2 separate regions of the Mus musculus genome follow, and region 1 is linked to region 2. The links are chromatin contacts, called in public HiCAR-type maps. All regions are on one chromosome and are shown on one strand. The core of a region is the stretch at or near the end of the contact, and the rest is flanking DNA. Distances in the headings are between cores, read along the strand shown.

Region 1 (5,664 bases), core at 2,256-4,755, 120 kb after region 2:
CCCAACAAAAATGGAAGAACCAAAAACTCTGCCAAGGCAGAGACCCCCATGGTAACTAACAGGGGAGCGCTTTCCGAATTGCACTGGTGTGTGTCAGCAGGGGGAACTATTAGCTACAGATTTCCATGTGTTCTGAGACTCAGCCGGCCACCCCTGGAATCAGAGGTCTGTATTTCTCAGCAGCTCTCTCAGTGTTTCTGATGCGGCCTGTCTAGAGCCGTTTTCCAAATGTTTGTCCTAGGACCACTGACCCTGAAGCCCATTTTCTCTGTGTCTGTCAAAGTTCCACACTATCCAAAAGGCAGTTTCAGCTGAGTAACTGCAAGAGACTTCCAGAGGGATAACTTGCAAATGTGTGCTAGGGTCTCCAAAGAACGGCAGAGAACCCCAAGGTGGGTCACACAATGCATAGCAACTGTCGGTATTTTAAACTCAGGAGGTCAGAGGGTGCTCCCCAGAATCAGAAGACAAGAAAGGACCCCCCAGAAATACTCATTAGTGGAGAAATGTAGCCAGTTAGTTTGAGCCAAATCCACCTAGAATATGGAAGGCCAAACAGCTATTGTCCATGGCCACGTAGACCAGCCTTCAGGGGGTAGCGAAGAGGATGGACAGTGCTGGAGGAGCACTCACAGGAAGAGCTTCTAGACCATGCATTCTTCAAATTGCACGCAACTTTGTTTGTTGCTTCATGTCTCCTCACTGTCTTTATTGCCAGCGACAACCCAGGCAAGCAATGCCAAGTTGTTTGCCTCTTCCTTTTCCTCCTCCCCCCCTCTTCCTCCTCCTCCTCCTCTTCTCTTCCTCCTCCTCCTCCTTCTCCTGTTCTTCTTTTCATAGCCAATGATATCAACGAGTATTCTCTATAGTACGTGTACAGTGATGGATTTTTTTTGTCTCTGTCTCTAACGTGTGTGTGTGTGTGTGTGTGTGTGTGTGTGTGTGTGTGTGTGTGTGAGAGAGAGAGAGAGAGAGAGAGAGAGAGAGAGAGTTTTGATGTTTGATGTCTTATTTTTCCACAATCTCTACCTCATTTTAAAAAGCTGTGTTCATCATCCTCATCATTAGCATGAGGGTATATGATGTGTATATATGTGTGATGTCTTTATGATACAATACTATAGCATGTGTGTGGACGTTAGATCACAACTCTGTGGGATTGAGTTTCTCTGCTCACATTAATGTGGTTCTGAGGGTTGCGCTCAGGAAGTTAGGCTTTTGTGGCAAGCACCCTTTACCCTCTGAGTCTTCTTTCCATGCCTCCTCTTTATTTTTCCAGACAGGGGGTTGTTCAATGAACTCGGAGCTCTTTGCTTCAGCTAGAGTAGCGGCTAAGTAAGTACTGGGAACCCTCTTGTCTCCACCTTGCCATCACTGAAATTACAGGTACTTGTCACTGTGTCTGGCTTTCACATGGGGTGCTGGGATCTGAACTCAGGTCCTCAGCTTACCCAGCGAGGGCTTTACCCACTGAGCCATCCATCTCCCCAGAGCATTAAAGGAGAGAACACTTCAAAGTAGGTGCATTACAGTTTTACAGCAAAGGAAATTAATTTACAGATTATGCAACTGACCAGTCACGCAGCAATATAAGCGATAAGTGATTGACTGGAGACCGCATATCTTACACCAGAGCCCATGCTATCAGCCTCTGCGTTTTCCCAGAAAAACACACATCCGAGTCACTCTGGGTAACTTCAGTGTGTGTGGTACTTGTTTTCTTGTACATAACTTTGTCATCATTCACAAGGGTGTTTGTGTTTATTAATTATTACAGGTTTCCTCTTCAGATCCAGGAAGCACCTTGGGCCTTGTGGAGCAACTGTTTTCCGCACGATTTGCCCTTCTTTTTTTTCCCCCCTATGCCCTGTGTAATGAAGAATGCAGCTCAGAGCCATTGTAGCAGTTCACTCTGAATGAGGGTTTCTCCAGGACTTGGTTCTTTTAACGGTAAGCCCAGGACAGATCCCGATGTGGCTGGGGTGGTTGACGATTGCCATGTTTTTAAAGCAGGCACAATTTTATAATGAGAAGACCAGACATTCTCAAACCACATTAAAAAAAATCAATAAAAATTAGAAACATGTTTGGAAAAGATACACACATGATGAATGAAGACTTAAATATATCGTTCTTCATACCTTATGAGCCTGGGATCTGGTTAGGGTTCATCTCATGGCATCTTAAAGCATAATTCATGAGTCTTCCTTAGGATCATTGGAGAGGCAGAAGTCATGTGATATGATGGGGAAGAGGAACTGGAAGACAGTTTGTTCCAGACAAGTCAGCTTGGCATCTAGAGATGTCAAGTGATGAAGGATGCAGGCTGTTGCAACAAAGCCCAGAACCCCATCTCCTTTAATCAGGTCCTAAGCATGTGACACCTGTCTCAAACACAGATGATGTTTATTTCACTGTGTTGTAACCACTTGTTTGTTGTTTGTGTCCCTTGCTAGACAGAAAGACCCTTGAGGACAGCATGCAGCAATCTGGAGATTTACAGTTGTCCCTGTTCCGTGGTCCTAGCTCAGTGACTGTTGAAAGCATCTTCAGCTACAAAGGAAGGGCACTTTCTCAAGGTCTGTGTTTGGGCTTTCTCAATTCAGAAAAACCTGTAACTTTCTAAGCCTGGTCTGAAGACATCAGGTATTCAAGTGGGCACAGGGGAGGCATAACTCCCTACACTATAAAAGGCGTTCCTGCTAAGCAATTTCCAACCTTGTCTGCCTCTGAGGTCTCTCTTGACTCTTCTTCATTCCTCCACCTGCCTTTTCGATTATCTTGCTTTTGGATCTCAAATAACCTTACTTCATCCTTAATGTTTGGCAGGATGCCAGGCAAATGAAAAAAAAAACAAGTGATTTTTTTTTGGGGGGGGGAGGGTTTGGGGTTTATTTTGGGTAGGGAAAGGAAGTAATTTAACTCGCATAAGTGGTGAGGCTTCTGTAGGAGACCATTCAAGAGTTGGTGTCAATGTGTATGTCCTGAGAAGGTGGTAAGAGGGACCTTGGGACACAACTCACTTTGAAATGCATTCCCGTTGTGCTAGCATGCTGCATGTCCAGATGAATTTGTTCTATGGCTAGAATCGACAAGATTGACGATCGTTTCAGGCATAAGTAAGGCTGAGTTATGGTTCTACTATGTACCCAAAGTCCGGATAGGAGGCAAGATCTCTGGAACCCCAAGACTGGTGTCCTTTGCTCTCTTGCAGTCCTGAAGTCTTACAGCCTGCAAATGTCTGGCTCCTGCAATGCCTGGCGTCTCCCATTTTTCTGATACTAACCGGACGGACGCGAAGTGAGAAGCATGGGTTTAGCTTCTGGAGAAAGTCTCCCAGTGCCCGGAGACAGTGGCTGAGAGAAGAGAAGAAATGGCAAGAAAGATAAAGCATGGCTTGGGGCTTCTTTACCATTAGGGGAGAAGATACCCACTTACAAGTGCTATTAAAGCCTGTGGTTAGATTTCACCAGTGTAAATTATTCACGGAGAACTGCCAAGGGTTTTCCCTCCCTGCAGGGTGAACAGCTGGCATTCTGCACTTCCCTGCCTTGCTAGTCTGGTGGGTTTTTTGAAGACTAGCGCCCTCTGGGGGTTGAAGTGAGAAAAACCAATCTAGGAAGAAAAAAGGAGGAAGGGTTTTTGCCCTTGGCTGCTCTTACCTAGTGATGAAAGCTGAGGGGCTTTGGAGAGAAATACTTTGTAATGCTACACTGAGTGTGTAGTGCCACATGACCTTGGGGCTAGTGGTATTTGAGGCTGCTTAATTGTCTTAAGCTAATGTGGCCTCGGCAGTACCACATCCCATGGAAGAGGTTTCCAGGGTATCTAGAGAGCCAGGCTCACTTTCTGTGTTTCCTGTAGGAAGGTACGAGGTATAACAGGACTCAAGACTAAGCTGAATGTGACTGTATGAACCTGAAACATCTAATACTTGGGAGGCTGAGGCAGGTGGGTCACTGGGAGTTTGAGGCCAGCCTGGACTGCATAGGAACTTTTGACACAGTCTAGGCTTCAGACGGAGATGCTGCCTCAAAATGAAAGATTGAAGGCTTGTCGAGAAGACAGGGTGGGCAGTGGTGGTGGTGCACACTTTTAATCCCAGCACTTGGGAGGCAGAGGCAGAAGGATCTCTTTCAGTTTGAGGCAAGCCAGATTTCTATATCAAGTTCCAGGCCAGGCAGGGCTACAAAGTAGAACCCTGTCCTGCAGGAGGAGGAGGAGGAGGAGGAGGAGGAGGAGGAGAAGGAGGAGGAGGAGGAGGAGGAGGAGGAGGAGGAGACGACAATATGTCAGACATATGACAGAATGGCTATATGACTCCTGGAGAAAGCGGCCTAGCATTTGTAAAAGCACTCAATCCATACAGGAGTCAAACTTACCTCGTTGATTTCCTTAAGAAGAGGAATTCTGTCCTCTGCTTTCAAGGCCTTGCTTGAACTTACTGGTAAGTTACTAATGTGTGACTCAAACTGTTACAGAAAGGGCCACGTTGGGGGAAGAGGCAGCAGGGAGGAGATGGAGGGCTTGCACAGCTGTGACAGAGGAAGCCTGAGAAGTCTGCCCGCGGCGATGCTGAGCATCAGAGAGAGGATGCCAGCCTCCTCGCCTCCTTTTCATCCCTCTAAAATGGAATTCCAAAGCTCAGGCCCACAACTCAGTCTAAGAGGACTTTGCTACACCTCAGCATCTCAAACACCCATTTGGAGAGCGGATTGTGTCTCTGCTTTCTGCATTCCAGTCACTGTGATGTATTTCTACGACTATATGTGTGTGTCATATATGTATGTGACTATATGACATATATATGTATGTATGTATGCATATATGTATACACACACACACATATATACACATATATATGACTAGATCTCTGCCCTCTTCTGCAGCTGAGGTGCTGACCCGGAAACTGAGGCAGACAGCAGTGGACGGACCACCTGAATTCTCTCCATCCATACTCTTTCATTGGTTCACCTTCCAGCTGACTGTGTGGGTGTGTATGTTTGCTGGCTCCCTCTGGAGCATGAACTCTCTAAGGTCCTGGGTACTGCAAGTTAGTAGTGCTATGGAGATACCAGAACAATCTTTACCAGCCTTCAACTAGTGGCTCGTATTTAAACCCACCACATCAGCTATAGACTGTAAGGAGAATAACATCACGTCCAGGGCATTGATGAGGCCAGACTTAAAGGCAATGGTGTAAGACTTTTACATGTGAGTGCTCTGGAATTTCATAAAGGCAAAAGTGGACGTCAAAAAGCCAATGCTAATTACAGGAAAGAATTCTCCAAAAAAAAAAAAATGTTTGCCATTGCCTCGAGCAATATGATCTAACATTCACTGTATGAACTCTGTCTCAAGAATTCAAACTTCTCCTCTACAAGATCCCGAAGCCTCAGAAGAGGATTTGTGTTTACTTCTTTCTCACTGGATCTCAAATGGCTACCAAATTTATCTAGTGTATTACATCACCATTGTCTCTCCACCAAGACCAAGGGCCAGAATTCAGGGGAGACCTCTCTAGGTGGGAGCTTACTCCTGTAAGATTGCTATCATGTCATGGTCACCAAAAGGCTTAACAGAGAAATGACTTCCAGGACTGTTTCATTACATGCTTAGTGATCGGAGCGATGTCACAGTGAGACTCTTTATGGATCTGCCAAG
Region 2 (5,382 bases), core at 2,877-5,376:
TTTAAAGTTTATCTGTGTTCTCATGTATTACAGAAATATTCATAATGTTAAGGCTGAATAATTTTCATGTGCATGTGTACAGACACATGCACATACTTTCTTTGCTCATTTGTTATGAGGGATCATACAGGTTGTTTCCTTAAGTTGGCTACTGTGAATAGAGCTACCATGAAGATGGGGTGAAAATATCTGTTTGTGATATTTAGAATGGCTCTTTTGGGTAAAATTCTTTTGAATACTAGATCATGTAAGAGTCCAATTTTTAATTTTGAAAAAATATTTATTTTTATTTTGTGTGTATGGGTGCTTTGCTAGCATGCATGTATACCACACGTGTACAGTACCTACCTGCAGAGGTCAGAAGAGGGTGTTAGATCCCCTAGAACTGGTGTTACAGGCTGTTACGAGCTGCTTTATGGTGCTGGCAACCAAACGTAGGTCCTCTAGAAGTTCAGACAGTGCTCTTAGCCACTGAGCCATCATCTTCTGGATGTATTTTTGAGAACCTACTATACTCTTCTGACATGGCATATCATTTTACATTCTGTCAGTTGTTCAAAAAGCTTGGAGTTTCCCCATATACTCATTAATACTGGTTTATCACCATCATCATCATCATCAACAACAACAACAACAACAACTTTATTTTATAATGGTAATTGTGACAGATGTAAAGCAATATTTCATGTTGGTTTTGATTTGCATCTTTCAGATGTCAGTGACTATATCCTCGTGGGTCACTCATATGACTTCACTGTAGAAATACTTTAATTATTTAACCCCCTATTCCTCCCCTCTCCACTTTTTATAGTAATGAGGGTTGAACCCAGGGCCTCATACATGCCAGGCAAGAACATTACCCCTGAGTTGTATCAGTCAGCCCTACTCAATTTTTCAGCCTCTTTTAACATCAAGATAGTAAATGTGTTGCTGTTTGGAAAGTTTGGGGATTTTATTACATCTTGGGAGTTCCTTATATACTTTGATAATTAACCCCTTAGTGGCTGGATGGTTTGTAATATTTTTATCCTTTTTCCTGAGTTGTCTCTTTTTTCTGTTAATGTTTTCTTTCCTTATGTGATGCTATATTGGTCTGAATGAGAAGTGTTCCCTGCAGGCCTGAGCATTTGAATGCTTGGTTCCTGTCTTAGTCAGGGTTTCTATTCCTGCACAAACACCAAGAAGCAAGTTGGGGAGGAAAGGGTTTATTCAGCTTACACTTCCACACTGCTGTTCACCAAAGGAAGTCAGGACTGGAATTCAAGCAGGTCAGGAAGCAGGAGCTTATGCAGAGGCCATGGAGGCATGTTACTTACTGGCTTGCTTCTCCTGGCTTGCTCAGCCTGCTCTCTTATAGAACCCAAGACTACCAGCCCAGAGATGGTTCCACCCACAAGGGGCTTTTCCGCCTTGATCACTAATTGAGAAAATGCCCCACAGCTGGATCTCATGGAGGCACTTCCCCGATTGAAGCTCCTTTCTCTGTGATAACTCCAGCCTGTGTCAAGTTGACACACAAAACCAGCCAGTACAGTTCCCAGTTGGTGGTGTTTTGGGGGGAGGTTTGGATACCACAAGCTTGTTGGAGAAAATGTATCACTGGGAGTAAACTCTGAGAACAGATAGTTTCCCACATGTCTAGTTCATACCTGCTGCTTTGTGCCTGTGGTCCGAGACATGGCTCTCAGATCTCTGCTCCTTTCACCATGCCCGATTGCTGCCGTACCTCACACCATCATGGACACTTATCCCTCTGGAAATCATGAGGCAAATAAAATCTTCTTCCTATAAATCGCCTTGTACTCGGTATTTTATCACAGCAATAGAAACGGAACTATGTAGATGGGGTCCCTGTTGTCTACTTTTGCGTCTGTTGCCTGTGCATTTGGTGATGTATCTATGAAATCGTAGCCAAGAATAAAGGCAAAGCTCTTTCCCCATCTGTTTTCTTCTGAAGTTTTATCATCTGGGGCATATCTTTAAGTCTCTAATTCATTTAGAGTTTGCTTCTGGGCATAACTCTTTTTCTCAATATGGCAGTGTTGGGGACTGAACCCACAGTCTTGTGCATCCCTGGTGAGTACTACTTCATTTAATGTTTAGAGAAGCCCCGACTATTCCCTAACCTGACTCTCCTTCTCAGTCAAGTTTTTATTGATGGACGCAGCTCCAGTTTGTATCAGAGAATGAAGGTTAGCACAGTATCTGTTTTCATGGAACTTCTGGTAAAATATACATCCATAGGCCAATATACATGAAAAACAACTACACCCCTGACTGCCTTCACCAACCTATTGCTGGTATTTTATTTGTGATAGTTGGAGGTAGGGTGTGTGCCTGCCACTGCATATGCGTAGAGGCCAAAGGACAGCTTTGTGAGTAGTTCTCTCTTACCTTTCTTAGCTTCTAGGAAGTGAGCTAAGGTCTGAGGGCTTGTGTACAAGTATTTTATTTGCTGACGCACCTCACCACCCTTCATTACCAACATTTCAATGTTCCCCAGCTGTATATTAAAGGGCCCAAGAAGTCTATAATGCAGTAACCTGCTTAACATCACTGACACAGAACTTATTAAATTTGCATGACAATGTAAAACATACGGATTAGTATATAATTTAATTTAAAGAAATCTTAATTTGCTTGCTTTTATAAATGCAATTTGTTAAATTGCCTCATGGAACAGCTATTTTCTTCAGAGGCAAATAAAAGAGACACTAATATTGGTAATCCTGCTTCACCCAGGAAGAGCACTGGTCCTAGTCAGGAGTCCAGCACCGCCGTCACTGTTGGGTATGTCTTTACATTTAAGTCAAGTTCAGAGTTCAGAGTAAGAGACTATCCCAGATGCTAGGGTGGCTTTGAGGGTTCTGAGAACCCAAAGGTCACGTGAAAGATATGGTTACTATTGTCAGGCTGATTCTAATCAGAAATCAGAGTCTGGAGATGGAGCAGATACCATTGAGAAGCAGTTAGGAGGTGGTAATGTGGCACTGACAACCCAGCCAAGGCTCAGGTAGCGGTGGACATGCGCATTTGCTTTCTCTTGTGTTTATCGGGCAACAAGCCTGGGTGAACTGGAAAGCGGATGCGGTCTGAAGGTCTGCATGAAACCACAGATGTCGATCCGTGGGGGGCAGACTCCGGGGGCATGTGTCTCAGGGGTATAGCACTTGGAGGTGGCAAGGACTAATTTCAAGGTCTCACACTTTAAAAGCCTAAAGTCCAAGCATAGGTGGGAGCCCAGCCTAGACTCAGAGCGCAGACGCGGACAGAGAGCATGCTAGGAGCCTCTGTTGGACAGTCAAACATGACCGAGTAAGACCGAAACTCCATAGAGACAGACTGAGGGAAGGGAGAGGTTAAAGACAGGGAACCTGGGCTCTAAGATCTCCCTGTAACAGCTCTCCCTTTGTAAGATTGGATCGAATCCCTAGGGTAAGGGGCACAGCTGAGCTTCCAGGTGAGACAAGAGTAGGGAGAAGAACCATCAGGTAAGACAATATAGTTAGAGCCCCAAACCAATGAACCAACTAACCAACCAACCAACCAAACAAACAAATAACCCAAAGACCAAAAAAAAACCCCTAAAAATCAAAACCCAAACCAAAAAACCTCAAAACACAAAACAAAACAAAAAGACCCATGAGCCACAGGAGGAACACAGTTCTGTGAACCCTGGGCTCAAACAAGGGTATGGATAGAAATTAAATGTTATATGGATGGAAGGGGACCTGGAGAAATCCCAGTGTTTTCTCTTGGATGAAGACTCTTGATCCCTGAAACTAAGTCTCACAAGCCCAGATGAAGTTGTGAGTTTAAATCTTGTCAAGTGTGAAACTAGAGCCAACAGTCAAATGCCTCCCTCCACCAGCTAAACCAGTCCATTTTAACCTGTGGATTAAATTGTGGTTTAATTTTAGGCCAGAAAAAAATTTTTACTTGCCATAAATTTAAGTGCTTTAGATACCCATGACATAAAGACTGGAGCATTATGTAAAAGGGAGGCACATTAGAGGTCATTTAATGACTTGTGCCACTTCAGAGCTTTCTATCACATAGTCCACAGCAATTCAAAGTCATGACCCCTAGAACTAAAAACATTACCCATCAGCCTTTGAACTCTGAAACCGGCCAAGTGTAATAAGCCCAGAGCAAAGTACAGACTTTCCAGTGACTGAGCACAGGCAGTGACTAGACCAGATCGGCCATAGTGAGACCACACACTGGCCCTACTCAGCGGGCATTCACTCAGCCTAGATTCCATTTTGGTTGCTGCTCACCTAGTCTCAAAAAGTCTCAGCTAAGTGATGTGACAGCCCTTTGTGCTAGGACATGATCTGTTCTAAATATCTTTCCACAGGTGTGCTGCAAATCACCGTCAACCTGATAAGAACAATCCCTACAATAAAGTGAGTTATTTATACCAACATCCTCCCATGTTGTTGAACCAATGAAGCAAATGTGGAAGAATAATGTTTGGCTCCTTTCTGTTTTGAAAACATTTTCTGGGAAAGCAGGTGTTTGCAGACTAAATAGATATGCATGCCATGGGTGATAGATAGTCTTAGATGTCAGGTCAGTTCTTCATCGGGGACAGATCTTTGGAGGACACTGTAATATTGGTCATGACAGAATAGATTCTGATAGAAGTTGGTGTCTAAAATGAAAATGGCTTGGAGACCACAGGTGATCGGGGAGTTCCTCATGGCTGTTACTTATAGGAAGAATTCTTCCCTCCTATAAGCCCTGCTCCATCCAGCTCCCAAAGATCAACCAGTATTAAGACTGACGTTGTTTAAAGCACCACTATCTGTCCCTGTATCTACTCCAACGCATTGAGCCAGCTATATAGCACTTTTTTTCCGTTCCCCAATAACCCTAAATTTCTTCTACTTCTTGTTGGAGATGTTTCCTTTGCCCCAGATGTCTTTCATCCATCCACTAAGTACTTCCATCCCTTCCTGTACTAGCTAATTCTTTCCTCCCCTCCAAGACTCATCACACCACCGTGCCCTCCAGGATGGCTTCTCTCAGTCCTCACTCATGGACTGAGAGGTGCTCCCACCTCACTTGCCTGGTAGGTGCTCCCACCTCACCTCTGCATGCCAGGAGCTAAGAAAAGGAAGTTAGAACATTACTAGAGATTCGCTTGGAAGGAAGGCAGGAACTGAGATGGAAAGATGGGGGGGGGGGGAATGATAAACCATATGGAGCCACATGAAACCTGGGGTTGTGTGCAGTAAGGGGTGAAAAGGGATCTGGCTAACTGGGTGTTCTCAACGCAAGGAAAGTTCATAAGACAAACCCAAATGAGACCATTAATACTGCCAGGTACAGGGCAATGTCTACAACAACGACGATACAGAATAACCCGTGGCCTGG

What was found. HiCAR-type assays count read pairs that join an accessible place to other places.
Region 1: a HiCAR-type map of kidney shows a contact between it and region 2, with 4 times the contacts expected there. The contact joins two enhancer-like sites. A contact is called at or near these places in 1 of 15 datasets of contacts at CTCF or cohesin (the NIH/3T3 cell line), 10 of 484 Hi-C or Micro-C datasets (cortical neurons, embryonic stem cells, frontal cortex and 5 more), 9 of 115 datasets of contacts at active chromatin or transcription factors (differentiating embryonic stem cells, embryonic stem cells, extraembryonic endoderm stem cells and 4 more) and 1 of 9 other capture datasets (embryonic stem cells).

Annotation. Positions count from the first base shown.
Region 1 is chr17:43,226,481-43,232,144 of GRCm38.p6, forward strand. No RefSeq gene overlaps it. Among named protein-coding and RNA genes, the nearest start is that of Adgrf1, 41 kb to the right of the region's middle. Within about 2 kb of position 3,506, at least 34 of the 459 cell types and tissues checked have an H3K27ac peak or open chromatin away from gene starts, as enhancers often do. A contact at or near this core is called in kidney, where this site is marked.
Region 2 is chr17:43,102,160-43,107,541 of GRCm38.p6, forward strand. No RefSeq gene overlaps it. Among named protein-coding and RNA genes, the nearest start is that of Gm34627, 12 kb to the right of the region's middle. Within about 2 kb of position 4,127, at least 8 of the 459 cell types and tissues checked have an H3K27ac peak or open chromatin away from gene starts, as enhancers often do. A contact at or near this core is called in kidney, where this site is marked.